Regions from separate parts of the Mus musculus genome. Here region 2 is linked to region 1. A link is a contact called in public Micro-C data. All regions are on one chromosome and are shown on one strand. The core of a region is the stretch at or near the end of the contact, and the rest is flanking DNA. Distances in the headings are between cores, read along the strand shown. Region 1 holds the start of Snhg10 (small nucleolar RNA host gene 10). Region 2 holds the start of Inf2 (inverted formin, FH2 and WH2 domain containing).

Region 1 (7,687 bases), core at 4,208-6,707:
TATATATAGATACATACATATATGTATATATTTGTTATATATATATATGTATATATGAATTAATTCATATAGAGAGAGTTTAATGTGTTTTAATAGCAAACTTATAGGAAAAGCAGAGGACAGACAATATTAAAAACTTGTACACAGGGCAACTCAGAAGGTATAGTGAATGGATGAACTCTACTGGATGATAAAAATGTCACAAACACCATTTAGTTTCTGTCAATATAAATTTACTTATGTTTTAAAAATCCGAATGCTGGCATTGTTCAGAAAAATCTAACAGGTTTATTTAAAATTGTTATAAAGTTGAACTGTTGAAAACGTGTTCACTGAAACATTTTGCTTGCATTAATGCTTTACATCTTGAATTTATATTAAAAGCTCACACATGAATGTGGAGAAGCTACCAATACCTGATTCTGTCCCCTATGTTTCCACCCCCCAATCATATACTTGGGTACCTTTGATCCCATGGAAAAATTATCTAACATTCAGAACTACTGATAACAGGAAGAAGAGGAAAAAAATTTTTTATTTTGAGAATGAAATTTTTCCTCTCATAGAGTACTTTTTTTAACCTATTCTTTTTTAAAAAAATGATTTATTTATTTATGTATATGAATACACTGTTGCTGTCTTCGGACACACCAGAAGAGGGCATCAGATGTCATTACAGATGGTTGTGAGCCACCATGTGGTTTCTGGGAACTCAGGACTCATGGACGAGCAGTCAGTGCCCCTCACCACTGAGCCATCTCTCCAGCCCCATAGTGGACTCTTAAGCATGTTCTCTGCGTGTGTAGCTGGATATCTTTTGGAGATTTACATGTTTGGCATGGATAGCACACAGATTGGTATCTTCCCAAAGGCCAACCCGATAGGCCTCACTTGCCTCCTGCTCAGCACCAGTATCTGCACTCTGGAAGCGCAGATCTGTTTTGAAATCCTGAGCAATTTCTTGCACCAGACGCTGAAAGGGGAGCTTGCGAGTCAGCAGTTCAGTTCTGTTGACTTCTGATAGCGGCTGATTTCAGAGTGCCACAGTACTGGGCCTGTGACGACGAGGTTTCTTCACCGTCCAGTAGAGGGCGCACGCGTGTGAGCGGCTTTTGAAGCCAGTTGTTTCCTGGGTGTTTTACCACTACCCCACCCCCTTCTCCTTGGTCTGGAGCTCCCCAAGCGAGAAGCAGTACAGTGCTGGCGTGAAAGCAATGGTGGCTCCCCGACAGCTGCAAACACACCATTTAATTAATTTAACTTTACAGGAAACCTTTCCTTTTACACTCGGTGTATAGTAAGTTTCTCAATAAAACAAAGTCGGACAGTTGTACAACTTTAAGACATATAAGGTTGGGTGTGGTGGTTCCTGCCTATAAGTAACTCTGGCATTTTGGACGCAGGAACAGTGCTGCTGAGAGGACAGACACACACCACCACACCTTGCACCCTAGGCTTCATGTAAGGTTCAAACGGATTTGTGTACACAAAAGCTGTCTGGAGAACAAAACTCACAATACGTACACAGGACAAACTCACACTGAGGCAACTGCTTGGGAGGAGGGAAACACAGCAGACAGCCTTACAACTCCACACCACTCTGACAAAAGCTTGAAATATACACAACCTCCAGTGGCCATTCTCAAAACACAAGGAGAGAAAATACAAGTGTGGGAAAATTCAATGATGAAAACTCAATACTCGGTATCCTTAGGACTAGAACCCAGGACCACACCCCCACACTCCAAATCCCAGGACAGCACTCTAGCTCTTCACAACATATACCTTCTCCGTGGTCTATCCTAGATTGACCTAATCCAATTGCAACATACCATCTATCTCCATGTACCCAGTCACTCCTGGATCAGACAAAGCAAGGAGAGCCTGTGCCAGCCAGAATCTCTGATGTAGGGACTAGGTTATCCACAACTAAGATCAGTTAAGTACTTACAAAAGGCTTCAAGGCATGGTAGGACACACCTGTAATCCCAGCCTTCAAGGAAGCTACGGCACGATCTCATTTTAGGCCTGACTAAGGCTCTAATGGCAAGGCTATCTCAAGAAACGTAACAAAAATGAAACCATAACCAAGTCGAAAATAAAATATAAATTAGCTGTGTTGGAGAGAAAGGTAGTCAAAATTCAAAGGCATTGCCACCTCTTGGAAAGACTGGCTCTGCCTGGTTTCCACATGCCTGTAGGTGTTGTCTGGGCATTCGGTTAATGGCGGGGGCTGAGCTGATGCTCTGTTGTTAAGTGTCACACGGGGGTGGGTCAGGCTTCAGCTCAGGTTGTGGGTTTCTGGGTCCCAAGAGCCATCTTTACTGGAGGCTCCACCCCTGTAACCCAGAGAGCCACTTTTCTCTTAGGGCAGCACCTTCAAAGCTCTGGGCAGCAGGGCCAGGCACGTGTCACCTGGTGTAATTTTTGCTTATGGTGTACCAGTGTTTTGCCTGTGTGCGTGTCTGTGTCCACAGACGTTGCCTGGAACCAGCGTAACAGAAAGTTGTGAGCTACAAGGTGGGTGCTGGGAATTGAACTCAGGATCTCTAGAAGAGCAGCCAGTGCTCTTAACCACTGAGCCATCCTCCCCTCTTCTAAAAGCTGGTTACTGTAAAGGGTATCAGGTGGTAGCACTAGTTGTGTCAGAAGGAAAGGGGGTGGGAGCTGGAGACCACTCAGCTCCACAGTCCCCACCCTGGCTGGTGTGGGGCTGAGACACAAAAGACTCAGTCATTGTTCCCACTGGCCTCACGGGGTTTGGAATGGAAGCAGGACCTCATCTGAACGCAGGGAAAGAGAGACACTGTGACATGCCCGAGTCACATATTGCCAAGGTGAACTTTTGCAGTTTAATTATGATGTTGTTTTACCCAAATCCTAGGACCCTTGAAAGCAAACTCCCCTTCCGCTTCCCCACTGGGGACACACACCGCGGTGACACACAAGCTGTCCAGAGCGCAGTTCTGATGGACGCTTCAGAAGCGTACTTTCTTCACACTTTCATTTGAAGATTTCTAAAGCAACGGCTTGAAAACAGTCTTATACCACACACACACACACATTTTAAGATGGTCTTATTAAATTATTAAATTATGTATCCTTGGTTGGACTGGAACTCACTATGTAGACTGAGCTGGCCTTGAACTCAGATCCATGGGCCTACACCTCCCAAGCGCTGGGATCAAAGGTGTGTGTCACTTCAACTAGGCAGCGGTGCTGCATTTCTGGAAATCGGGCTTGGCAATCGTCCCACTTGGTTAACTTTAATGTTACTACGTGACAGCTGTACTAGATATCTGATGACTTAAAGAGAAAACTCTTTCCTAGGCCAACGAACTATACATAAAGTCAGTGTGAAAGCTCTGTCTCCACTGTCACCTCGACGGGATTCACAGTCACCATGGAAACTCCTGAGGATGTGTCTGTCTATGAGGATGCTTCCAGAAAGGTTTACGTAGGGAGGAGGAGCCGCTGACCCCTGCAGGATGGGGACCTGGAGGCAGGCAGCGGTGTTCATCTCTTTGCTGGATGCCATGCAACCAGCCACCTCAAGCTCTTGCCATGATCCCTGCACCTGCCAGCTGGGAGACAAGGTAAACCCTTACTCCCTTAAGCTGCTATTTTTTTTTTTTTTTTTTGGGCCAGGAGTTTTGTTACCACTAATAGTTAGCAACATGCTGTTTGCCACCACTGCTCTGCTTCCAGGTCCCCAGAGCAGTCTGCAAAGTCTTTCCCTTCACCCAGTGAGCACCAAAGCCAATTGGACGGCTGAGAGTAGACGAGACACACAGCTTCCCAGAAGCAAACTGCCAGCATTTATTTATTGGTTTATTTATTTATAACTACTCACAGCAGTGTAAACATGAATAAAAGCTTCCGGGCGCTGGGGCGATTTAACTGACACTCTGCCGTTAAGGACACAAAAGGTTGGCTTTCGGAGCAGCTGTTTTACCTCTGCATTTCTTGTAAACATCTTTGTATGGTACCTGGAATCAGAGGATCTGCAAAATAACAAGATTTTAGTTTGGGGCTTGCCATCAGAAAAAAATAAAAAAACCAGGAATCAATACAATGACAAGGAACCCGCCAGGCGGTTGGTTCCCATCTGTCTTCAGAGCGAGTGGCTCCGGTTTCCCTCTGAGCCACAGCTTAGCACATCCCATGGCTCACTCTGTGTGAACTCTGATTTTTTACATTCACTCCCCGGGTGCAAACAGACCACCTCCGGCAACACGCTTAGTCGCTCGAGGTTTTGTGGCAGTACTTAGTGTCCAACAGAAACCGCTCCGTCTGCTAAACAATATCTTGACTGCCAAGCTTCTCTGACTGTTGGTGGATCGACAATGACACGGCACAGCCATTATCACCGTGGCAACAGTACCCAGGCCCTATCAGAGGAAAATTGCACATGGGCCTGCTGCCTCTCGAGCAGGCATGCCTCAGCTTCCTCTGTTGTCTGCTTTCTCTGCAAGTCTGGTGTGCTCTAGGGTACCGCTAACCCAGCGCAGGGCCAAGACTGCAGATTAGATAGTGGGCTGCGGAGGCCTGCTGGCCAGGATCTGGATCTGCGTACTACCGGCGGGAGAACTGACCACACCCGGGGCTCTGTTCTAGGGGGAAGTCCATGTAAAAAAACGACGCGCCTGCCCACTCTTCTGCACCATCCCCAGCAGATGTGCAAGCAAGCACTCTACCCTGGGGCCATCATCATCTACACCGGAATTCACTAAGAGAATACTCTCTTTTATTACTGTCTGTGTGCATGTGACGGGGTGGAACTCTGGACGTCGCTTACACTAGGAAAACGACTTCCTACTGAGCTACATCCTCACCCTCCGTTTTCCCTCTTAAAAAGGGTCCTGCTGTACGGCCCGGGCTGACTCGGGCTTATTTAGAACTCCTGAGTTCAACTGATCCTCCTGCCTCAGCCTCTTAAGAGGCAAGGCAACGTTGCAGACAATGGCCACAGGGCCCGGCAACCCACCAATTCCCTTGTTCTTTCAATCCTTCCCGACCCCAGTAGTCACCGAGACCCCAAAGCCAGCCGTCCCACGGCTAGAGCACTTTACACGTTTCTACGAGAAGAGCATCATTCTAGAGGCCAGGGAGAGGGCTCAGCGTGCCAAGGGACTTACCCTGCAAGCTAGAGTTCCATCCCCGGACCCTTTATAAAAGTCGTCTTCTGAAGATGCATGCACGCAGATCATACATACACAATACTTATAGTTTTATGCTAAAAAAAAAAAAAACCTCATTCTGGAGGAAGAATCCCACGGGAGGCCGCAGGACACGGCTTGGATGTCCATGTGCATGGCGGGTCGGAGGCTGGAGCCCCGGGCAGACCAGGACACGCCAGGTTCGCGGCTGGCCTCAGCCGGTGAGGCATGGAAGGCCACCTCCTCTCTGGTGCACGCCATCGCAGGACTACCGGCCGCGTTACCGTAGCAATCACCGCAAAAGGAACCGGAAGCTGCGTCTGGACGTGACTCCTTCCCGGCGTGCCGCGGGCGGCAGAAGCCCCGCCTCGCGCCTGCCCTATCATCTTGGCGTATCCGGCCAGGCCTCGAACGCCCGCACGAGGAAAGCCGGCTTCCTCTAGTCACGCCTCTTCATGCCCTTCACCGACGGACGTCCGATTTGTCCAATCAACACGCAAAGCGGTCGTCCTCGCTCACTAGCAAGCCTGTAGGACGCGGCTCCCAGGGAAGGCCCACCCTACGGTGTAAGCGATGTGATTGGTGGAATTGAGCCAGTATTGTCCAATCACGAGACTCATCCCAGAGCTTGTCCAATGAGAGCCTCTGGTGGGCCGGCCGGACACCACGGGCTCTGTAAGCCCTGGAGTGGCCGCAGAGGCGGTGGACAGCGAGCGGGCATGAGCGCGTCCCTGAGCCGGGCGGCGGCGGCTCTGCTGCGCTGGGGGCGAAGCGCTGGTGGCGGTGGCCTGCCCGGAGCCGGCGTGCGGGCGGCGAGCTCGGGCGGCCAGGCGGAGCAGCTGGACGCGCTGGTGAAGAAGGACAAGGTGGTGGTGTTCCTCAAGGGGACGCCCGAGCAGCCCCAGTGCGGCTTCAGCAACGCCGTGGTGCAGATTCTGCGGCTGCACGGTGTTCGCGACTATGCGGCCTACAACGTGCTGGACGACCCGGAGCTGAGGCAAGGTCAGGCCCGTGGGATCCGATTGCGAGGGCGCGGTGAACTTGAGCAGATCCCGAGGAGCAAGGGCCTTCCCTGGTTGTGTAGCCACATGGGCGGAGGGTTCGCCTCGGCCCACCTCGGGGCGAGATGTTTCTGACTGCATAGGAGAGGGGGTAGTCGGCATCATGATCCCCTCTGAGCAGGTCGACTGGGGAGTGGCTGGCTGAGAGGGGGACTCACTGCGAATACCCTTGGGGACAATTTGAGGGCTTGGAAGCCAGCAGCGTACTTGCTAGGTGAGGGACTGATGCTACTACGTATGTAGGGAAGAGGTTTCAGGCTTGCCTGTGTGTGCCTAACGAGGTCAGAGGCTGACTAATAATGTTTAAGGCCCCGAGGGTCAGGGACTGTCTTCTTGCTGGAGAGAAGGTTTCACCATAGTCTAGCCGGACTCACGTTGGGAAAGACACGAAGTTTGTTTTTTAGATACTGTAGCATCAAAGAACAGTGTGTGGAGACTAAGACATGGTAGAGGCTCAGCGGAAAGAGGAAGCCACTAAGAAAACTTCTGACCCCCGACCAGATTAGCAAACTGCGGCCAGGTTGGGCCCAAAGGGCAGAGAGCAGAACAGCTTTTTACTGGCCCCAAGGCAAAGCGACTGCGTCCTGACGTCTAGTTGGAATCCTTTATACACAGTACCAGGCAGGCGCCTTTCTCTCCGTCTTGTGCTTGCTGTGAGCGAGGAAGAGAAAGGCCAGGGATTTGGTTCTGATTCTTGGCAAGAATCGGTCAAGGTGGGCCGGGTAATGGGAAAGCTGCCCCCTCCCCGCACCCTGCTCCTCCTTCAGTGGAATCCGGGGAACCCTGTATTCAAGTAGCCCCCCCCCCCCCATCTTACTGATTTAGTGCTCTGGGTTGGTCACTGTGCTGAGAGGAGACTTGTCTGTGTTAGAATGGAGTATGCAACATTTGCAATTACTGATTATAGTTGTTCGTCGTATGGTCATTCTTCTTGATGAGGCTGGGGCCGTGGAGAGCAGGTTTGGCTTGGAATCATCTGTGGTGGGTCTGCAGCACAGCCTACTGTAATACTACTTCATTATACTGCCTTCTCAGTATAATGAAGATTATGACACCGAACCTGGCAGAGTCCACGAGGAAACGAGAGAAAATAAGAATTACAGCCGGGTATAGTAACTCACTTCCATAACCCAGCTCTCTTCAGGCGGAGGCAGGGGGACCACCAGTTCAAAGTCAGGCTGCACTGCATTGTGGGAACCCCCCACCCCCTTCTCTACTGTATATAATAATGTCATCCTCTCTGGCACAGAAGGCACCCACCACGTGGCAGCAACTTTATTATTGAATCTGATGGCTTCCAAAGCACTTTTCCTCCATGTTGTTAAGTGGCTAACCCCACACTTGTTCCCTGTGATAGTGTTGATGGGCGGTAAAGCAGAGAAAGGGAGGCGAGGTAATGAGTGCTAACAGGAATGATGGCAAGCCAGGCATTGTGCTCTGAACCCTGCGTTTTCCTCCTCAGCTAAC
Region 2 (7,689 bases), core at 3,900-6,399, 7.6 Mb after region 1:
GTGCAGAGGAAGAAGCTGGGGGCAAGATGAGTACCTGTGCCTGCAACCCCACCCTGGGTGTCCACATAAGAGCAGAGGCTAGCCTCCACCAGGAAACTTGTCTAGATGTGTAAGCTGTGTAAGATGGCTGACTGTACCAACCCCTGGACCACCAGCAGTTAATGGCTGGGTGGATTGTGATGTTTACTGGTGGTATATTTCAAAGCAATGGGAAAGAACAAGCTAGAGCCCAAGGCTTCTGTTGTTGGATAGACAGAGAAACGGTACTTGTGAACTCTCAACAATATGGCTGCCTCAACAAGACCATCACAATGACAATCCCAGTTGACAGGCCAGCTTGGACACAAGTAAGTCCATAAGGCCCTACCCCTAGAAGAAGCACTACGAGTGGTTAATAACTGCAGAGAGCAGGAGACTCTGTCTCTACCCGGGATGGCTCCCACACAGGTTATCCTATCCTAAGCCTGGACACTCAAGCCACGTGGACACTGGTCAGTCCAAGATAAATGGACTGAGTAGGGTCTAGAGAGATGGCTCAGCAGCTAAGAGCACTTGCTGTTCCAGTGTACACTGATTCGATTCCCAGCACCCACATGTCAGCTCATAACCGTTTGTAACTCTGGCAGGTGATCTGAAACACTCTTCTGGCCTCTGCAAGCACTTCCTGCACATGGTGCACAGACATACATGCAAACAAAAATATCCACACATGTAAAGTAAAATAGAATAAGCATATTTTAAATGAACTCAGTAGGTTATACATACACATATGCATATGTGCGTGTGTGTGTGTGTGTGTGTGTGTGTGTGTAACAATAAATCAAAGAAGGGATCATGAATTTTGGGGAAACTAGTGAAGAGTTAGTGGGGGGAACAAGGGGCAGGAGTGTTATAGACGTAGTGCTTGTATGTGAAGTTCTCAAAAAATACATGTGTGTGAGTGTATGTGAATGTGTGTATGTGTATGAGTGTGTGTATGTGTGTGAGTGTGTATGAGTGTGTGAATATGAGTATAAGTGTATGTGTGTTCCAGTGTGTGTGAGTGTGTGCATGTGAGCATGTGTGAATGTGAGTGTGTATATGTGTGTGAGTGTTTAAGTGTATGTTGTGAGTGTGTGTTCGTGAGTATGTGTGTTTGTAAGGGTGTGTGTAAGTGTGGGTGTGAACAAGTTAGAAATACAGGAAAGCACTAATGAGCCAAAGGTTTCTGTAGAATTGCAAGGGTGGATGTGCTATAAAATTCTAACCCTGGCCAAAAAAGAAAATCTGAAACTGAACAGGCAAGAGGAGGAATGACCTCGTCTCCAGGGGTGCAAATGTGGGGGCTGAGAATACACAGTGAAATTTTGAGGGGTCTCAAGTGTTTCCTGGCTGGCGGCTCCAGGGTGGATAAGAACGAAAACTTGCCATGCTATAAAACAATCAGCTGAATACATACATTGTTTTATTAGTCCCTATGTTCCATAAAGCTACTGACATAATAAAGGCTGACGTGTCTCTGCTATGGGCCATCGGCCAGGTGTGACTAACAAAGGCTGAGCTGTGCTGCTGAGGAGATACGAGCATAGGTGCCTGAGAGCCTCTGGTAACGTCTTCCACATGCCCTGTTTAATGTGTTGCTGCTTCATTGACACCGACTCTGGACTGCAGCACCAGAACTCATACATGGACCACACATGTTCTCTTCACAAGGCACAATAGGGCCTTTTGGAGCTTACAGCTCTGCTCACTTTGGTAAGATCACCAATAAGAAGCCCAAATGCAAGATCATGCGCTAAAGAGATGGGGAGAACCTCCACCCATCCATCTGTGAGCCCGACTTTCTCGATGAATATGTGCCTGTGAAGGGCTGCAAATGTACATCCGGTATTGATCTTAGGGCTGCAGATAGATTTCAGTGAGTAGGCATATTCACGAACACAGAATCCGCAGATCTCAGATAATGCTCTGATGTGTTGTGCAATATCCAAACAGGATAGAGCTCTCTTCTGACCTAAGTCCTTGACCAACCAAACTGTTCATTGTGCCTTTTCAAAGCAGGTGCTTGGTCCTTGTTCCAACCTGACCCCCCTTGGGTAAGGGATGGGTCCTCTCTAGTGTCTATCTTCTGCAACAAGCACTTAGGGAGTCTCTGAGCATTCATGGAGACACAAGAGAAAGGGGGGTTGCGAAGGGATGCTGTGAGGGGCATGGAGGCCTTCGAGGGCTGTACAACACAGTCATAGTCAGGGTATGGGCTTGGGGCTAGAACCAATGAGAGCCGTTTCACTCATGCCAAGGTAACTCGGCTGCTCTTGTCTTTCTCAGACACCCGTTCAAGGCCGGTGGGTAGAGGAGTGGTGCGTGGATATGCTTTTACTTCTTCTATCACACCATCAGAAGGGGTCTCAGTGAACCCAGGAGGAAGAGAAAAGAAACAGTTTCCAAGAGCAAAAGATAAAAAGGAACACAAATGACAGAGGAAATGAAACCTAGTCTGCTGCTTCTTGGAGTCCCAGCCTGAATGAAGTACCCCCTCTGACTGTAAGGAGTCACCTGCTATACCTGCTGTTTGTCTGGGCTTTGTACACCAGGCCAACCATTCCACCCAGCTGGAAGCGTTCTCTTTGGAAACACCCACGCCTGCTTGCTTTGTTCCCAGAGAAGCTCAAGCTGGCAGTACTGAGGTCTGCTCCGCCCTTGCTCTGATCACAGCCAGTCTCTGGTTCTTGATGAAGCAGTAGTGAGCTCTCCTCAGGTGGAGGCCCCAACATGTCCACATGGGGCACACTCTCAGTGTGGGCAGGTGTGTGGGACTCTACCTGAGTGTGCAGTCAGCCCAGGTCATGGGTGGCTGGTGCAGACCTGCATGTCTGTAGGCATCTAGTGTTAAGCTTCGAGGAGCCCTGTGTGTACTTCCAGCTGTGAGGACAGACTCACACTCCAGAATTTGTGCTGCCCATAGCTATGGTTACTAGAAAGAAAGCCATTTGGGGCCCAGTGTGCTGGGTATGGCCAGAGAAAGCACATTTCTGAGGCCACTTTGGTAATGCACCCGAGGGTGACAGAGGAGTAGAGAAAGAACAAGCAGAGAGAGACAGAGAGAAAGACTCACAGAGAGAAAGAGACAGAGAGGCAGACAGAGACAGAGAGACAGACATAGACACAGAGACACAGAGACACAGAGAGTCAGAGACAAAGACACAAAAACAGACACAGAGACACAGAGAAAGACAAAGACAAGCAGACAGAGACACAGAGAGAGACAGAGATAGAAAAAGACAGAGAGGCAGACAGAGAGAAACATAGAGACATAGAGAGACAGAGACACAGAGAGAGACACACAGAGAGAAAGAGACAGAGAGGCAGACAGAGACGAGAGACAGAGACAGACACAAAGACATAGAGAGAGAGAGAGAGAGAGACAGACACAGAGATATAGAGGGACAGACACAGAGACAGTGAACCAACAGAGACAAAGAGACACAGAGACACACAGAGAGAGACAGAGAAAGAGAGAGAGAGAAACACTATGGTAGCACAATCCTGCAATCCTATTACTTTCCAAGGGCTGCGACAGGAGAATCGATATTTCTAAGCTATGTAGTGCAACAACTCACAAAACAATCAAAAAAGGAAATGGGAAAGGCCCGAGAACAGCCACCGCACTCAGGCAGGTGACGCTCCTGAAGCAGAAACGTCACTTCTGTGGCCACAGAGAGCCCAAGCTGAGGTTCAAGGGAAACTCCCACTCCTGCAGCATCCAGAGCCACAAACTGCCAGATCTCTGAACCCTGACCCCAGCTACCAACTAGCTACTCTGCCCGCTTCATCCTGCTCTGGCCTCTCATGGCTTGGCCTGACCCTGAGGAACAGCTCCAACAGGGCCGCACCTCCCTCAGGGCCACTGCAGAAGAACCTGGAAAGATGACACAGTTCCCAAACACAGCCACTGCGGTCTCATGGGGGGATGAGGGAATGAGGGATGGTGACAGGCTGAGGCCAACAGTCCTCCAGGCTGGGGCCATAGTCACATTCCTCCTTTTGGGTAAATAAACACACCCTCTGACCAAAGGCCCAGGACAGAGTGAGTAAACCTTGCTGACCCCTTCCCAGAAGGAGCCACCAGACCTAGGTGATGTTGGGTAACCAGAATTGCAGCCCAGACAGAAGGTCTCTGTGCTGAGCGTTAGTGGGGCTGAGTGGCTCATTTGGTGGCTGCAGGGACTGTGCATTCTAAGAACAGCTGAGTCCCACTACAGGAACGGCCAAGACTTACATCCCAGGCTGGGCAGTGTCCAAGAGCCAGTCAGCACCTGCCTTGGCGGTGCACACCAAGCACTTTGGGGCCATCCCAACACTGGCTAGCTATCAAAGGTTGCTTTTGGCCCTGCGCTTGAGATGATAGGGCCGAGCAGGGGGCACAGAATACTGAGATGGACATTTACAGGCAGCCAAGGCTGTGCTTAATCCCATGTGGCAGAAGAGCACATAAACCCCCAAGCATGATGCTGTGTCCAGGATAGAATGGCTACAGGAGATCCAGAGCCCTTCACTCTGCCCACCCGCCACATGCCCTCCACCCAGCTTGGAAGATTCAAGGCTCAAGTAAGTGGAGACCCTTTATTCACGTTCATAAACCTTTTAAAGGTACAACTTCAAGCTGGAGAAACTGAGGGCGCACAGCCCAGGCTAGGGCCAGGGAGAGCACTTCAGCAGGTCCTCAGGACAGAGCTAGAAACTGGAAATAGCTACCTCCAGTGAAAAAAGGATGAAGGTAGGGACATCGGAGGACTCTCAAGATCAGCAGCCTACAGCAGGGCTCCCGTGTGGGAGGCAGAGCTGGACCAGAGGTGGTGGAGAACCTGACCAACTCGTGAGTCCACCAGATGGCCAGCGTAGGGGAGAGATAAGGAACGTGCTAGGGAGCCTGGGCGGGAACTGACAGTGAGGTCGGAGGCAAAAGGGCCATTCCCAGCAGGTCTCTAGAGAGTCCCGGAATGTCCCATTCCTTTTCATCTCTCCGCCCCCGCAGAGATGCCAGACCCGGGTGGGCAGGGCTTCCTTGGAGACCCCACCCCGCCCCGCCCCGGGCAGCACCGCCCCCCACGTGGCCGCCGCCGGGTGGGGCCGCACCTCCCCTTCCTCCCTCCAGCCCCGCCCGGCCCGCGAGCGCGGTTAGACTGTGCGGAAAGCAGCCGCGAGGCCGCCGCCCGCAGCCCCAGACGCTCCGGCGCCGGGACACAGCACTCTGCACCATCTCTCGGCTGTACCCCCACCCGGTAAGTCCGCGGCTTCGGGCTAGCCTGGAACGCAGAGGGAAACCGAGTCTGGGGGCAGTGAGGGAAATGGTTGGGGTTGAGGAGCGGACTGCCGCGTGTGCACCAAGGTGGCCAAGAACCTGGTCCCGCGCTCTTGGCCCTCGACTACGGGCTGATATGGAGATGATGCTCACTGCTCATAGGGTGTTTGCTCCGGGTCGGACTGGAGGAGTTCCCCCACCTTGCGGCTACCACATCCTGACCATGAATCAGCCACAGTTGAGAAAATAAACTTCAACTGGAGGTCCGCCTCCGGGATAGCACAGGGCGAGCTTGCGGCCCCGCCCTGACAGCTAGCTTCTAAAGATGCCCGCCGCCGGTGGGCTAAGGCAGACCTGAGAGAGTGACACAGCTCTGTTTCTTGTGGCTACCCCTGTCTACCCTCCTCCTGGGCAAGGACGCTGGGAATGAAGGTGATCTTAGCAGAAAGCCCAACTATGCTTTGGTGGACTCCCTAGAGGACTATGGGATGGAGAGCCGTCTATGGGCCCGTGTGTCCCGTCTTCTAACCGCTCAGTGCCCGGTGGCACACGGTGACAGGTTGGACACACCAGGAGTCAGCGGCAAAAATGACCCTGCTCCTTCCTGCCTTGGGCTCCAGGTCAGTGCACCCACTCTAAAGCTTGCACGCCCGGGTCGAAGCCAGAGTTGGGAAGTCCCTCCTTACCCGTCCTCTCTGGGCCTCAATTCCTTCTCTAAACTTGAAGGGTGAGGAGAGTGTCTCAGACTGTATCCCTTCAGGGTGTCACCCAGGGCAGGGGGCATTTGGGAAGCAGACACTGTAACCCCTAGAGCAAAAAAAAAAAAAAAAAAAAAAAAAAGGTGTTTGTTCCAAGGCTGGAGACTAAGGCTTCTCCCTGTCCCAACCCATTGGTTGGGGAGCAGCTGTGCAAGTTGACCTAGCTGGGGGTCCCCCTAGGACCAGGTAGGAGTTGCCCTGCCTGGCTCTGCCTTCCTACCTTTTCCTGGCGGTCTCTAAGCTTCCCTCCCTGGTACCCAAGCAGGCTGTTGGCAAGGGTTCTGCTCCTGAGGGGTTAACCTCCAGCTGAGGCCCCTCATTTTGTGGGGGTGCTGATGGCTGTCTAGCTAATTGCACCCATCTCGCTGTGCTGAGACCTGAAAGCACCTACCTTAAATAGACTCGTTCACCTTCTACCAAAGTGCACTTGTTACAGGGGAAAGTTTTCAGGCTTATGAAAGCTGTTGGAGGAGGCAGGAGAATTGCAGGATGGTGGGTGATGGGGACACCTGTGGGTGCAGGCAGGCTGCTGCTGGGCCATTCTGGGCAGGAATGGTGGCGGTCTCCGGAGTAGGCTGAGTCCTTGGGCTCTGTGAGGGTCCTCACGGTCTGAAGGATGGGGCCTAATATTGTACTGCCTGACCCTGCACACAGCAGGTGTTTAATAGGTGCATAGTTCCTTGGCCAGTGGGCATTGTGGTTAGAGAGGGTATACCTCTCTCTTTTTAGAGTGAGCTTCAGAGTTAGTCTCTCGGGGCTACCATAAGGGGAACCATAAGGGGAACGGGCCTAGGAACATCTGATGTAGAAAGGGACGATGGACCCCCCCCTGTCACTGGAGGTGTGAGAATGGGGCCCTAATATGTGGCCTTCACCCTGGTTAGCCTGACCTAAGTGAGGAAGGTCTTGTGAGAATGTTCAGACAGCCTGGGCCTTGAACCAAAGTAGGATCTGTTTAGAGCTACCCCTGCTCAGCACCCAGTACATGGATCTGTTCACAGCTACCACTACCCAGCACCCAGTACATGGATCTATTCACAGCTGCCCCTACCCAGCACCCAGCACCCAGTACATGGATCTATTCACAGCTGCCCCTACCCAGCACATGGATCCATTCACAGCTACCAGGGCACATAGCACATGTCAACACCAGCTGTACAGGAACTGGGTAGGGGAACGTGCCGGCTGAGCCTGTGTTCCCTGTGCCCCTGTCCTAAAGTGTGATTACATAAGGAACAGGACTGGAGCTAATTAGTGCCAGTCCTTTGCTGGGGCTACCTCTGTCATCCCTCGAGCACTGTCCCCAATCCCTATTCCCCTCACCTCCCACAGTCTGTGAGCAGGTCTGCGTGCTGAGAGGAGACAAGCCAAGGGCTGACGGGACCCATCTGGCCCTTTGGCTCTCACTTTGTCTGGAGAGTATGTGAGCTACTGTCTGTTCCGACAGGAGGCACTTACAGTGCCTGGTGCTGTAGACATCAGGTCCTGTCCCCACATCACCCCCTGCCAGGAGGTCGTATCCAGTCATATGCCACACAAAGCCCTCTTACCCCCGTATTCCCTATTATGGAGGTGTGAGGATGAGGCCCTAATATGTGGCCTTTGTCCTGGTAGCCTGACCTAAATGAGCAAGTGTTCGCCACATGACAA

Evidence for each region. A called contact is a pair of places that touch in the nucleus more often than the background predicts.
Region 2: a contact with region 1 is called in a Micro-C map of the G1E-ER4 cell line, with 5 times the contacts expected there. The contact joins the promoter of Inf2 here to the promoter of Snhg10 in region 1.

What each region holds. Positions count from the first base shown.
Region 1 is chr12:105,026,822-105,034,508 of GRCm38.p6, forward strand. Snhg10 (small nucleolar RNA host gene 10) reads right to left here and starts at 5,458. Exons shown (of 2, transcript NR_003145.3): 1 at 5,139-5,458; 2 at 3,796-4,004. Glrx5 (glutaredoxin 5) reads left to right here and starts at 5,797. Exons shown (of 2, transcript NM_028419.3): 1 at 5,797-6,161. The coding sequence starts at 5,879. It overlaps Mir3069 (microRNA 3069), which reads right to left and starts at 4,320; the gene lies at 4,256-4,320. Gm46374 (a long non-coding RNA gene) reads right to left here. Exons shown (of 3, transcript XR_003950254.1): 2 at 7,038-7,280; 3 at 6,157-6,871. It also overlaps Scarna13.
Region 2 is chr12:112,583,635-112,591,323 of GRCm38.p6, forward strand. It overlaps Inf2 (inverted formin, FH2 and WH2 domain containing), which reads left to right and starts at 5,150. Exons shown (of 23, transcript NM_198411.2): 1 at 5,150-5,261.